Linked DNA regions of Arachis hypogaea: region 1 is linked to region 2. The links are chromatin contacts, called in public Hi-C maps. All regions are on one chromosome and are shown on one strand. Each heading gives the region's core, a stretch centred on a gene start, on an enhancer-like site or on the middle of the called end of the contact. The rest is flanking DNA. Distances are from core to core; before and after follow the strand shown.

Region 1 (2,997 bases), core at 429-2,928, 150 kb before region 2:
ATCTGATAATCACAGCCGCTAAAAATTTTGCAGACAAATATAATATAGTCATAATAATACATAAGTTGAGACCCCCCGGATTTGACTAAGAAAAGAATAATAGTCTAACATATAGAATTATTATACAAGGGAGCATGAGATTTTGCAGATCTTTTAGGCTTTTTTTCTTTTTAAATTTTAATTGTGTTTTGGTCTGCCGTGTTGAATTTTTGTTAAATCCATTTTGTTATGATTGAGGGTATTGAGGGGACATAGAAAATTATATACTGGTGTTGTAAGTTGTGAGTTGCAACCATATCCCTGCATTGGAATATTGATGGGGAAAATTGGCTCAGCATTTTGGTGGATATTATTGCCAGGCCACAAGAGTGTCAGAATTTTTGCGGCAGCATATATATCACTTGTCATTTGTCAAGACTCAAGAATGGCCTCTTATACAGACATAATCCATGTTGCTTGTTATTTTCTTCTAAGCATCGATTCTCGTAACATATATAATGCCATTGTTTTCTCTACCAATCAAGGTCACTGCACACTTTTCAAATTTCTTGTTTAATTATGGTCATTTCTTCTGCAAGCTTCAGCTAAGTTAGGAAACAATTGATTCTACTTTATTTTTTCACAAGTGTCTCTTATTTTTTGTAGTTAACGTGTTTTAAGCGGACATATTAAGATTATTAATAAAAATATATTAAAAGTTTAAATTTTTTTATAAAAAAAATAATTGGTCATTTTAATCTATATTCTAGCTAAATTCTTTTATTTTTTTTAAATATCAATTTAGGCAAAATTAATTATTGTATTCAGATTTCAATAACTCATTAATTAATTTACACCTATCATATTTTAAGTATTTATTGAAAAGAAAATATTAATAGAGATTATACTTGTAAAAGAAAAAGATGCGTTGTAACTTGTATTTAATAAAATATATTTTTGCTATTTCTCTCTCAATTTATTAATATATTTAATAAAACTTAGTGATTGTTTTGGCAAGTAATTTTTTTTATTTATTTTGTCTCTAGCAAGTAATTAAGAGGGACTGTTAATTTAAGAAAGAGAATAATACAATGCTGCTTTTGTTTTCTCTATTTATTATTGTTGTTTTTTTTGTTGTTGTTGTGTTGGGTCTTCTTGGCCTTATCACTGATCACAGCCCGAAAAAGCAAACCCACACTACTCAAACCCAACAACCCTAAACCTTAAGCTTTTTTTTTTTGGTCAAATAGATTGGACAACTCCAATCCTAGACATTAACCCCATGTTTCACACACCCACACAATACACTCACACACACTACATGGGTATTATGGGTTCTTGTAACATCCAGTCTCAGCTGGGATTTGAATCCGAGTGCAGCTTGATGAGAGGCGTAGAAATCCTCCATCTATGCCAAGCCTCAGTTGCACCCTAAACCTTAAGCTTAAGCCACACCACGTGTTGTCTAATTTATTGGGTACCTAGAAAATAATTTTTTTCTCTTGGGCTTAGGCCCATTACCATACCAAAAAAATTTATTGGGTATCTAAAATTAGGATGGTCCAATTTACTGATAAAAAAAAAAGCCACACCACGTCACCACCCTACAATGTCTGAAGACAGTAAAGAAGAAAAGAAAATTTCGCAGTATCCGACCCGAACCCGTTCCAAAAAAAAAAAACCCGGCAAAAAAAAAAAAGTTAAAGGCCATCCTTGGTCTGACACCCGCACCCCCTATCATCTCTAATCTACCCCGCCTCTCCGTCGGGCTTCACCACCGCACCGTCCTCCACCACCGCCATTGCATAATTGGCTGCGTAGGAGGTAAATATGAAAGAACTTGTAACTATCCAACTCGGCGATTTTGCCAATTACGTTGGCTCTCACTTTTGGAACTTTCAGGTTTCACTTCCTACTCGATCCCTTCCCTATGCTAATATCATTTTCTATTTAATATACTTTCATGTTGATTTATGATTTTTAATGCCTTTTTTAGTTAAGCGAGTGTTTTTGCATTTATTGCTGTTTATTATTGAAAAGAGTGAAATTTTGTTAAGTGAGAATCTTTCAGCTACAACGATTTATTCGGAAGCTTCGGTTCAAAATGTAGTCAGTAAAATACTTCGTTTGATTACGTTATGCGATCAAACTTATTGTCTCTTCCTTTTCAATTTGTAGTCAATGGAGTTGTTATTACTACTTTTGCTTGTGAGCAATGCATCATTTTTGTTACTTTTATGAAGATCATGGCATGTCTAAAATTTTCAGTGAGCATTTTAACACCCCCACCAAAACACCACCACCACAAAAAAAAAGGAAATGCTAGGTAACCAATACCTTTCTTGAACAACATGAACAATCACCAATCAAATCAAAACACACTACACCTCCAAATTACTCACCTAAATTTTAATATTAGAATAACCATCTGCACAGCTAGTAAAATGAACATCCGATATATCCATTGTTCACATTGTTTAGTATTTTCATTGTCTACTTATACTTTTCCAAGAAAAAAAAAGATGCCATTCGTTTATCTGTGTCTACTCCTTTTATTTTCTTGTTAGAGCTGTTTGGCTCAAACATCTTGCTAGCAACTAACTACTCTAAACCTTTCATTTTTCTCACAGTTGAGGTTTTTGTTTTTCTGGTTATCTTGGAAAGAATTTATGTTGAGGTTTAATTGTCTAATCATGCATATTTGTGTTCAATTGTAAGGATGAGCTCCTTGGGCTGGCTGAAGACCTTAATGCTGATTCAGTCTTCAAGAATCATGATCTTAACATGGATGTGCTTTATCGTACTGGTGAGACGCAACAGGTGCAATTTCTTGAGATTGAACTAGCATTGTAGCATTCTTTTAAGAAAATTTTGTATGATCAAAATTGTGTTGGTAGAAGATTTAATGAGATCTTGCATTTGCAGTCATCTAATTTGTCTGCTACTATCTGATTACCTCACTACATGTACCTATTCTCATGACACGAATACAAATGAGTATCAGTTAATTCAGTTGCG
Region 2 (3,391 bases), core at 221-2,720:
ATTTATAGAATTCTGCGTTTTTTCTTTAATTTTCTATGTTTATTGTCAAAAAAGTTAAACTAAAAAGATAAAATAAATAGTATAATTTCTTTTTTATTTGTTTGATTTTTTTGTTTTAATTCTTCTTAAAAGATTGTTAACTGTGACATAAGAGATACTTAACTCTGACATCGAAATTTTAAACATGATGCAAGATAGAATGTTTTATTTTCTTTTTTTTTCTTATTCTTCTTCTTCTTTCTTTATTCTTCATGTAAAATTTATGTCTTTTTATTTATAAAGTTATGCATTTTTTTAAAAGTCTTTGTATTTATTGTCAAAAAGAATATATAAAAAATGCATAATTCCTTCTTTTTAACTTTTTTTTTCTTTGTTTGATTTGTTTCATTTTTTTACTTTATTTAAGTACTAAAACCAAACGACATCACTTAACCCTATGTCTAGCATGATAAATCAGAATTAGCTCAGCATTCTGTTCGTTAACTCAGCACCGAAAAAGGTCTAGGAACTAATATAGTGTCTGGAGTTGAATTTCATGGACTAATATAGTAAATTTTGAATCTAAAAATTTATAAGAATAAAAATCCTGAATCTCAGAGATCACCGTAGGAATTTATTTATGTCGCTCGGTTGTGATACTTCACTACATACTCTTGTATAAAACCATAAACCCATAATGGTGAGACTTAGGTCCCTGAAGGCTGAAGATTTAGACTTTAGACTAATTAGTCCGTAAAAAAAAAAAAGTACCAATTTGGTCAACCACGATAGCAAATGGTGGGCACATTCTATCAATTCATCGACTAAAACCTAACAGTTATGCTTATATGTACCGTTAATTATTCTGACGTGTTTATCTATGAAAGATAATCATGTAGATAACAACTTTTGGAGCGAAATTTCACTTGTTTTGATAAGATTTGTGATAAATAGAGAGCAGTTGATAAAAGATATATGAAAACTCAAAAGATAATAAATATTTCACTGTCCAAAACTACATCATTTTCTGCTCATGTGACAGTAACGAAACATACACCACTGTAAATAATAAAATACATGGACAATTCTATTTTGTTTCGTACTATTCATTGACAAAAGGACATACATGTCCACTATTTGTTATTTTAGAAGACTTAATTGGTACTTTTTTTTCAAAGACTAATTAATCCAAAATCTTTTTTCGGTAATCTAATTGTCACTTTACTCTATTTAAATTAATTTATGTAAAAATAACTCACATTGCCTATGGATGACAACATGGATGGAATAAAATAAAAATAAAAAGTCTCATTCGCATTTTTTTTTCCTGGGCTTGGTCTCATTTATTCTTAAAGCACCTAATAAATTCGAACAGAGAGGCCTTTTATTTGGTAAGGGGCCGAAGCCCAAAGAGAGAGTAAGCAAGGCACTAAAGGAGCCCAAGAAAAAAAAGTCAAAGCTCAGTTCTATAGTCAGCTATTTTTCAATATTTTTGAAAAATTCTCTTGACCAAAAAAAAAAAATTTTTGAAAAGTTCTGACCAAAAATACATTTTTCAAAAGTAATTTATACGCGGGCGTGCGAGCGTGTGATGACATGGATGCTGGTAGAGGAAAGCGCGCAGTGATTGTGATCTCTTCCGAAGAAGAAGAAGAAGATGATGATGATGAATATGAGGAAGACGCGGGCGACGGGGACGACGATTACACCGATCGCGATGACTCGTCCGAATCCGATGACACTGGCAATGGTCACAACGATGACGGCGACGATGATGAGTCCCTCTCCAACAAAGTCGTCGCCCTCCTTCGAGGTTTTGGGTTTTTAGGGTTTTCAGTTTTATTTATCTATTCATTAATCAACTTAAATGCTACACTATATAGTAAATAGTGTGTTAACTGATATCAGTTTTTCGATTTGGCAGAAGGAAATGACATAGAATCGTTGAAATTGAGAGAATGCAAAGCCTATTTGCGGAAACACGGCCTCAGGATATCTGGGACTAGAGCTGTTTGTGTTGCGAGGATACAGGAGCATTGGGGGTAACTCCTTTCTCCATTTCTTGCAACCCATTGTGTTGAATTTAATTATTTAAAGCAATTATGAGTAAATAAGCTTCGTGTTAGGGAATGGTTTCTTTAATTTATCAAGGTTTGAATGTGATATTAGGTTTAGGAGTTCAGGGTGGGTGGTGGAATGAGTTTTATGTGTGAGACATATAGCTGTAACAATTGGAAAATGTCTGTCGATTAAGGACATGTTAGACAGTGTATGAAGCAATTTGAGGGGAAAGGAAATTTTATATGAAATGGCAAAGCTATTGATGATTTTGTAGGTATCATCATTCCCTGTTTTTAAGTGGTTTCAAGTTACATTTGAGGGGCAAGAGTAATTTTAGTAAATATATTTCTTATAATTAATTATTTATAAGAATTAAGAATATACACCCTGAAGATTTTAGTGCAAATGAATTGTTCTCTTGGCAAGTGACGGTTTTGATATCTCAGGTTAAAAGATGGAAACGGATACAATCTCTACCCGAGATCATCCTTTATCATTAATTGCACTGGTATATTGTTCTTAGTGGCTCCCCCCCCCCCCCCCCCTTTTTTTTTTCTCTGACTTAATCTTAAAACTACCCAAATAAACAGTAATCTTCTCGATGTCTTTAGGTGATGTCTGCAAGGGAGATGTCGTTTTGTTCAGACAGAAGGTTTATGAGAAGTATTCTGTTTCTCTCATCATTTTCTATCTATGCCTGTTTTCCTTCCAACCGAAATATTCTTTCTCAAGCTGACTAACATATTTTCCCAGGTTTGATAAAAAGACTCGGAATGGAAGAGTTATAGGAAGCAGAACTGTTGCTGGGAGAGTTGTTAAGGAAAGCTACGGTGCAGCTAAACAACAACACACCTTTACTGTAAGACTCTAGCTTTACTGTCAATTAGATCATTGCGGGGGGAAGAAAGACAAAGTCGCCTGCAGTATATCTCTGGTCTTTTACAATGGATGGGAATTACTTCGTGATATGTATTCTATTGCAAAGATTTGTGTGTTCTATGTATCACAAGATTATTATGTAATAATATACTTGGTTTCATACCTACATATCATGATATAAATGTCTCCCCCAGATTTTGTGGATTAGTATAAAGAAGAACTCTTTTCACTTCAACAACTTCTACTTGTCTATGGTGGTGAGTTGGTGATTCATTGCTAAATCAAATTCTGCTTCTAATACTTTCAGGTTGAGGTGCTTTGGAGTAGTGGGTATAGGAAATTACCTCCACTTTTTCCTTTGCTTATAAAGGGCCGAAATCTCTATAAACTGAAAACATATAGACAGGTGAAAGGCAGCTTTGGATTTCTATTTTCCTTGCAATAATTAGGATGTTAATATTTCTTACTTTTA

Evidence for each region. Hi-C and Micro-C count contacts between places; a contact is called where the count stands out from the background.
Region 1: a Hi-C map of leaf shows a contact between it and region 2, with 2.3 times the contacts expected there. The contact joins the promoter of LOC112800610 here to the promoter of LOC112800602 in region 2. A contact is called at or near these places in 2 of 8 Hi-C or Micro-C datasets (both in leaf).

Annotation. Positions count from the first base shown.
Region 1 is chr5:8,956,060-8,959,056 of arahy.Tifrunner.gnm2.J5K5, reverse strand. It overlaps LOC112800610, which reads left to right and starts at 1,678. Exons shown (of 7, transcript XM_072236663.1): 1 at 1,678-1,881; 2 at 2,698-2,799. The coding sequence starts at 1,810. LOC112800611 (transcription factor HHO5) reads left to right here. Exons shown (of 5, transcript XM_025842950.3): 5 at 1-519. The coding sequence ends at 22.
Region 2 is chr5:8,809,862-8,813,252 of arahy.Tifrunner.gnm2.J5K5, reverse strand. It overlaps LOC112800602, which reads left to right and starts at 1,470. Exons shown (of 8, transcript XM_025842937.3): 1 at 1,470-1,792; 2 at 1,904-2,021; 3 at 2,487-2,548; 4 at 2,652-2,703; 5 at 2,794-2,899; 6 at 3,227-3,325. The coding sequence starts at 1,576.